Regions from separate parts of the Rattus norvegicus genome. Here region 2 is linked to region 1. Evidence: chromatin contacts called from public Hi-C data. All regions are on one chromosome and are shown on one strand. Each heading gives the region's core, a stretch centred on a gene start, on an enhancer-like site or on the middle of the called end of the contact. The rest is flanking DNA. Distances are from core to core; before and after follow the strand shown.

Region 1 (3,257 bases), core at 302-2,801:
TGGCCCCCATAGGTCTGTAGGGAGTAACACTATTAGGTGTGAACTCGGAGTAAGTGTGGCCTTGTTGGAGTAGGTGTGGCCTTGTTGGAGTAGGTGTGGCCTTGTTGGAGTAGGTGTGGCCTCGTTGGAGGAAGTATAGCACTAGAGTGCAGGCTTTGAGATCTCAGAAGCTCAAAACCAAGGTTAATGGCCCCGTCTCTTCCGGCCGCCTGTAGATCCAGATGTAGAACTCTTAGCTACCTCTCCAGCACCGTGTCTGCCTGTGTGCCACCCTGCTTCCTGTCATGACAATGATGGACTAAATCTCTCAACTGTAAGCCAGTCCAAATTAAACGTTCTCCTTTTTAAGAGTCTCTTCACAGAAATAGAAGCCCTAAGACACCTTGTTTGAGTAAAACAAAGCATTTCCTAGCATGTATAAGGCTCTGGATTTGATCCTCAGTTCAGCACCAGAAACCAGATAAACAAACAGGAAATATATGAATAAATAGATTTCCATCGGCCTTAAAGAGAGGCCACAGTGGGATATGATTTCTAAAACACCAGTGTAACCATGTGTGTTAGAGCTGATAAGAGGTCTGGGTGAGCAATGGTCGTACTAGACTTTTGTTCTCAGGTCCCTGCCAGCTATAGAGAATTCAGGACAGAATTGCAGTGGGGAGATCAGGCTTCTGAAACAATGGTCCTTGAAGACTTTTGTGTGGGACTGAGGATTCTCCCTAATCTATCTGTGCTAATGCTTGTGTCAGCTTCCAAACGCCAGGTGAAACAAAAGATAATTTGGGAAGGGTGCTGGGCCTAGAGTTCAGCTTTCTGCAGGTGAGGAGAGGAGCGGGGTTGGAGAACAGCTTCGTGGGTAGAAGAAAGGACACAAGTCAAGCCGTAGAGGTAGGGGCTGCTATGGAAGGTAACATGATGTTGTATCTGGAAGGCATCAGGCTTCAGAGCTTGACTGGGGTTCGAAACTCATAGGGTCCTAGGGAGAGGCAGAACTTGTTAGGCTTTGGGCAAAGTCATAGACCAGGCTGCAGCATCCACAGAAAACTTGCTTCTCTGGTAGGTGTTTTTGAGCAGAGAAGAATATCTTGAATGACAATTCGTCTCAGAGACACAGAGAAGGGTGGTAGTGGGCAGACACAAAACTAGAGACGTTAGGGTCACTTGGGGCCATCACTATCGTCTGGGTATGACATGTTTGGACCTGAGGGGATGGACAGGAACATGGCACACGGGGACACAGCATGGGATGGATGTGGAGCAGGTGTGTTGAGAGGGCTCCTGCAGTCGCTTACATTGTTCAGACAGACACTGTACCTTCCCAGTTTAGCTCACAACTAGAACATACACACGTATTCATGGAGCATGCCCAGCTTAGCTTATGCCTTCCTTTGAAGTCTACCTGGGATGCCTGGCATTTTCTACTTTGGAGATGGAATGAGATCTGGACAGTTGGCTTCTGTCATCTTTGTTCCACAACTAGATTTGACCTGTTTGCCTCGAAGCTGAGACAGGTTGCAGTAAGACATTGCCAATAGTATCTTATCTGAGGTCACGTAGTACCATGGCTTATTTATTTAGGACATGCAGTGAAGATACTGGCTGTCCAGGAGTCTCCCTTCCTTATCAGAAACATGGCTGGGAACCAGTGAGTCAGCACAGGAGCCTCTTGGCTGGCCAGCCTTTCCCTAGTCGCTGTCTGTCTGTCTATCTGCCCACCCCAACCTTGGTTGGCAACTATGGACTTGTGCGCAGATTTTAATGAGCTTGTTATTCCCTCTCTTGTCAGATCAGAAGGAGCAGCTACAGAGAGGCATTCTGATCAAAGCTGCTCGTCCTTGGGAAAACGATGTTGTTGAGATGGGAGGCCTAAGAATTAGGGCCGCAAGAACTCAAGGTAGAGCTTGCTAGAGCCTGCTGTATCCAAGGAGAGCTCGGCATATAAATCTGGCGATCAGAACTGCGGGCCAGACTGTGGCCTCAGTGGGCAGGAGGTACGCGCTGTGTGTGTCCTAAGCTGCTTTGTACCAGTTAGCTTCTCAGCCAGTGCTCATTCACTGAGGACTTCCCGCCGTGAGCAGGCGCAGCTCTCCATGCTGCAGACTGTTTCTTTAGGCTCTAAAAGAAAGCTCCACTTTTATTATTATTTGTTTACGCGTGTGTCTGAGCGTAGGTTTGTGCGTGTGTGTGCATTGCCCTTGGCGGGTAGAAGAGGACATTGGATCCTCTGGAGCTGCAGTTACAGGCACTCGTAAGCCACTTAACGTTGGTGTTGTGAGCAGACTCCTGTCCGGAAAGATACTCTTAAATTTTCTGAGCCATGTCTTCCTCCCAGGCTTTTTAATTTTTGAATTTCCTTTTGTGATGGGGGTCTTACTATGTAGCCCTGGTCGGTGTGGAACTTGCTCTGTAGACCAGGCTAGCTCAGAGATCTCCCTGCCTCTGCCTCCCAGATAAATTAAAGGCACTCACCACTATGCCATTTTTTTGTTGTTGTTTATTTGCTTTGTTTTTGTTTTGTTTTGTTTTGGAGTCATGAGCTCATGTAGCCCCGTCTGGCCTAGAGCTCTCAGAAGAACATTGCTTTGAGCTCTCGATCCCCCTGCCTCTACCACTCAAGGTTAGGATATAGATATGGTCCATCGCACTCTCCCACTTCTTCTTTTTTTTTTCTTTTTTTTTCTTTTTTTCGGAGCTGGGGACCGAACCCAGGGCCTTGCGCTTGCTAGGCAAGGGCTCTACCACTGAGCTAAATCCCCAACCCCGCACTCTCCCACTTCTTAACCCCCATAACATATGCAGGCCATGGAATGGCAGCCAGAAGTTGATGAACGTTCAGTTGGGTACTTGTTAAATGACCGAATGACTAAAGCTGGCACAGATGGGGAGACTTCGTTTATATTAACGCATCAAGGATGACTTTCACAGTAACTCATCTCCTATGGTAACCATTAGACTGCTCGTCACATAATAGCAACAAAATTGTGTTTGGGTAAATGGCCTTGGAAGTGCGGTCGGTTCCCTAGGTGCTGCTTTGCGGAATTCATGATTTGAAAATATTGTAATAAACATATTCCCTTGCTTAATAAGACTTGCCGCTTGTGAGGCACCGTTAATCTGTGGTTGGTACCATACGTAAGCACAGCCCGTCCCCTGCATCTCCTTCCTGCCCCAGACCCCACTGTATGTCTTCTCGATCATCTACCTATACGCCACTTATCTAGGTCGAGACATATGTGTGTGAGTGTGTGTGCGTGCGC
Region 2 (3,220 bases), core at 393-2,892, 37 kb before region 1:
CTGATATACAAGATATCTGATATACAAGATATGTGATATGCAACCCCAAGGGGGTTGTGACCCACAGGTTGAGAACCAGTGTTCTAGCTGGTGCGTGCCTCCCTTAGCTTCTACACCTTGATTTTGACAGTTGTTGTTTCTCCAGTCTCTAAAAAAGTCTCATTTAATTCTACTGGCTATAACAGTGAGTTAATTCTCCCCTCAACCTTTTTAACTCACACATAGAACAACCCCTTCCCGCCTTTGCTACACACAGGAAACACAATCATGCAAATGCAAAATGCATAGGTGGACATCTTCAAGTGACTTTTCTGCGTGTTCCTGGGATATCCTTAGAAACTAGTCAGCTGACTTGGGCTACACCAATTGTACATAGCATCTGGTAAATCTTGTGGGGGTAAGAGCAGAGTGGGTTTATTGTAGATGCTATTCTACAGAGTAAACTATCACATGGGTGGTCCTCATAAGATCATAGAATGAATGCAGGGCAGCTCTCAGACCTTGGGCAAGCATGTTACATACCTAAGCTCCCAAATCCATCTAAGTGAGTGGGAATACATAGAACTGTCTCGGAGAGTTAGAATGGGGATTAATGAAGATGGAGACGGTGGAATCTAAGACAATGCCTGGTCTTCAATAAATGTCTGTTTTGGAATGATTCCTTGTCTTCTCTGTGCGTCCTGCTGAGATCACTGCTTCCCCAACTCTCTCTTAAACTGTTACATTTGCATGTAACAGTCGTGTTCTGTCCTCCATCAATAGCTCTGGAGCCCAATCAATGAATCGTATGGCAGTCTCTAAAGCTTGGTTTCTTCCTTTGTGCAATCGAGATAATAACCTGTACGCTAACAGGCTAAATTAAGACATATGGAAAGGGCTTAGTGTAATGTCTGGCACAAAATTAGGGCCTGATAAACAGTAGTGTTATTCTCCCCAAAGGCCTGGCCTCCTTTCAGCCTCATTTCCCACATTCCTCATTCTGGAGCACAGGACAACCCTCTTGTCTGTGGGCAAACACCGAACCTGTGGGTATTGCTCGTTAGCAATTCGCTGCCTCCAGTTAGCAAATCGCTGTCTCCAGTTTCCTCCATGTGCCCTATGCAATTCATTCTCATGTTCTACTTCGCTTCCCAGAAGTCTGTCCAACCTTGACCAACCTTCTCAGTAGCAATTGTTTATGCAGGCCCTTGCCTTAACTCTGGGCATGGGCGAGGTCCTTGAAGCAAAGTGTCTCCTAAGGAGTACGGAAAAGTACTTCCCCTTCCTCACCGGCCTCAATTTTCTTGTTTGGAACGGGTTCATTGGACTGCAAGGTTAAAGCCCCAGCCAGGGCTGAGATGTTAAAGAGATAGTTTCATTAAGTGGCAAGGACCTAGGTCTACTCCACTTCTTCTGCAGAAGGGGAAACTGAGTACCGTTGGTGTTTTGGTTTTTTGCTTTCAGAAAGAGACGCGCTTTTCTTTGCCCCAGGGGTAAGCATTTTCTGGAAGGAGGCAGCCTTATTTTCTTCATCTGGTCAAGGAGGGGAAACTCTCGGACTTCTCGGGGGTCCTGCGCGCCCGGAAACACGTGTGTGCTCACCTACGTGTACGCACGTGAGCGCACCTACAGCAGCAGGGGGCGCTCGGGCCGGCAGGGGGCAGCACAGGCCCGGCGCAGCCCCGGGGGAGGAGGGCGTGCTGCAGTGCCGGCGGCGGCGGCTGGAGGTGCAGCCCTCCCAGGTGGGAGGCGGGGGCTGCGGGCGCAGGAAAAGGCGCCCCGGGAGCGGGCGCTCGGCGGGGGCCTCCTCGGGCCGGGCGCGGCGCGAGTGGGAGCGAGCGCGCCGGGAGCACGCAGGCGCTTTGCTCCGGCTGGCCCTCGGCCGGCGCGCGGCGCGGGAGCAGCCCGCAGCCGGGTCCCCCCGCGGCGCTCTTCGCGGGGCAGCGGCCACGCAGCAGCCCGCACCGACTGACTGCCCCAAGCGCGCAGCGGCGACAGCGGCGACAAGAGCGGGACGGTCCCCCGGGCCGCCCGTGCGCGCTCTCTCCCGCGCCGCTACTCTCGGCGGGCGCTGGCCCGGCCGACGCGTTCCCCGGGCGGCCGGAGCGCGGCCTCGGCCTCGGCTGGGGCGGGAGCGAGCCCCGGGCCGCAGCCCGCGGGAGGCGGCGCGGCGCGGCGCGGCGGGCACTGACGGCGGCGCCAGGCGCTCCCGGGCGGCGGCGCAGCGGCAGCGCAGGGGGCGGAGGCAGGGGGCGCCCCCGGCCAGGATGCTGCGGTTCCTGCGCCGGACCTTTGGCCGCCGCTCCATGCAGCGCTACGCGCGGGGCGCGGCGGGGCGCGGGGCCGCCGGGCTGGGGGACGAGCGCGACGGGGGGCCGCGAGGGGGCCCGGCCGCCGCCGCCAGCTCCTCCGTGCTGCCCGCCGCGCCCGGGGGTAGCGTGTTCCCGGCCGGCGGCGGGCCCCTGCTCACCGGCGGCGCGGCTGTGCACATCTCCGCCTCGGGAGCTGCCAAGGCCACCCTTTACTGCCGTGTCTTCCTGCTCGACGGAACCGAAGTGAGCGTGGACCTGCCGGTGAGTGACGCGGCGCGTGTGGGGCACTGGCAGCCTGCGCTCCTTGGGGCAGAGCCCCCTGTCCCCGTGGTTCTTTCCCTGGGAAGCTTCCCCGGCCGCTCTTTGGGACCCCTCCCCCATCTTCTGCCAGTCTTCCCCAGCCATGAACCCTCCCGGACCACCAGCTCGGGTATGCTCTGGGGCCCAGTCTTTGGCACCTTGCACCGCAGGGTTGCGGTGCTCTTCTTTGGTGACCCCCTAGGTTTTTTGTGCCTCACTCCTACCCTATGCTACCCCATGCACACGTCCCCACGTCCCCTCCCCTTGGCGCAGGTGGCCTCATTCCCTGCCAATGTTGGCTTTCCGATGCTGGATTGAGTAGAATTTTTCAAGCGACGCAGGGCTGCTCCGGGGTATCCCGGTTTTGGTGTCAGGCCTTAGTGGAAAAGAAATCCTTGCTTGGTGCTCAGCAGGTGCCCCAAGTTTGGGAAGAGGCTTAGGGAACAGTTTTGTCTCTCTGCCCTCTACCTATTCTCTATGGATGGCCCCTATAGAGAGTTTATCCCAAAGTGCTCCCTGGCTCACAGTCTCGCAGGGAGTGGAGTGACTTCGGAGCCAACTCAGGCCAGGTCAGCTTTGAACGGACAGAAGCCTTGGGGTGCTGGGAGTTGGGTCCGGCCACCTCTGGA

Evidence for each region. Hi-C and Micro-C count contacts between places; a contact is called where the count stands out from the background.
Region 2: a Hi-C map of liver shows a contact between it and region 1, with 2.9 times the contacts expected there. The contact joins the promoter of Epb41l4b here to the enhancer-like site in region 1. A contact is called at or near these places in 5 of 12 Hi-C or Micro-C datasets (frontal cortex, hepatocytes, kidney and 1 more).

What each region holds. Positions count from the first base shown.
Region 1 is chr5:76,608,810-76,612,066 of GRCr8, reverse strand. All of the region lies in intron 1 of Epb41l4b (erythrocyte membrane protein band 4.1 like 4B), which reads left to right. Among named protein-coding and RNA genes, the nearest start is that of Epb41l4b, 37 kb to the left of the region's middle. Within about 2 kb of position 1,551, at least 4 of the 93 cell types and tissues checked have an H3K27ac peak or open chromatin away from gene starts, as enhancers often do. A contact at or near this core is called in liver, where this site is marked.
Region 2 is chr5:76,646,174-76,649,393 of GRCr8, reverse strand. Epb41l4b (erythrocyte membrane protein band 4.1 like 4B) reads left to right here and starts at 1,642. Exons shown (of 25, transcript NM_001401792.1): 1 at 1,642-2,552. The coding sequence starts at 2,247.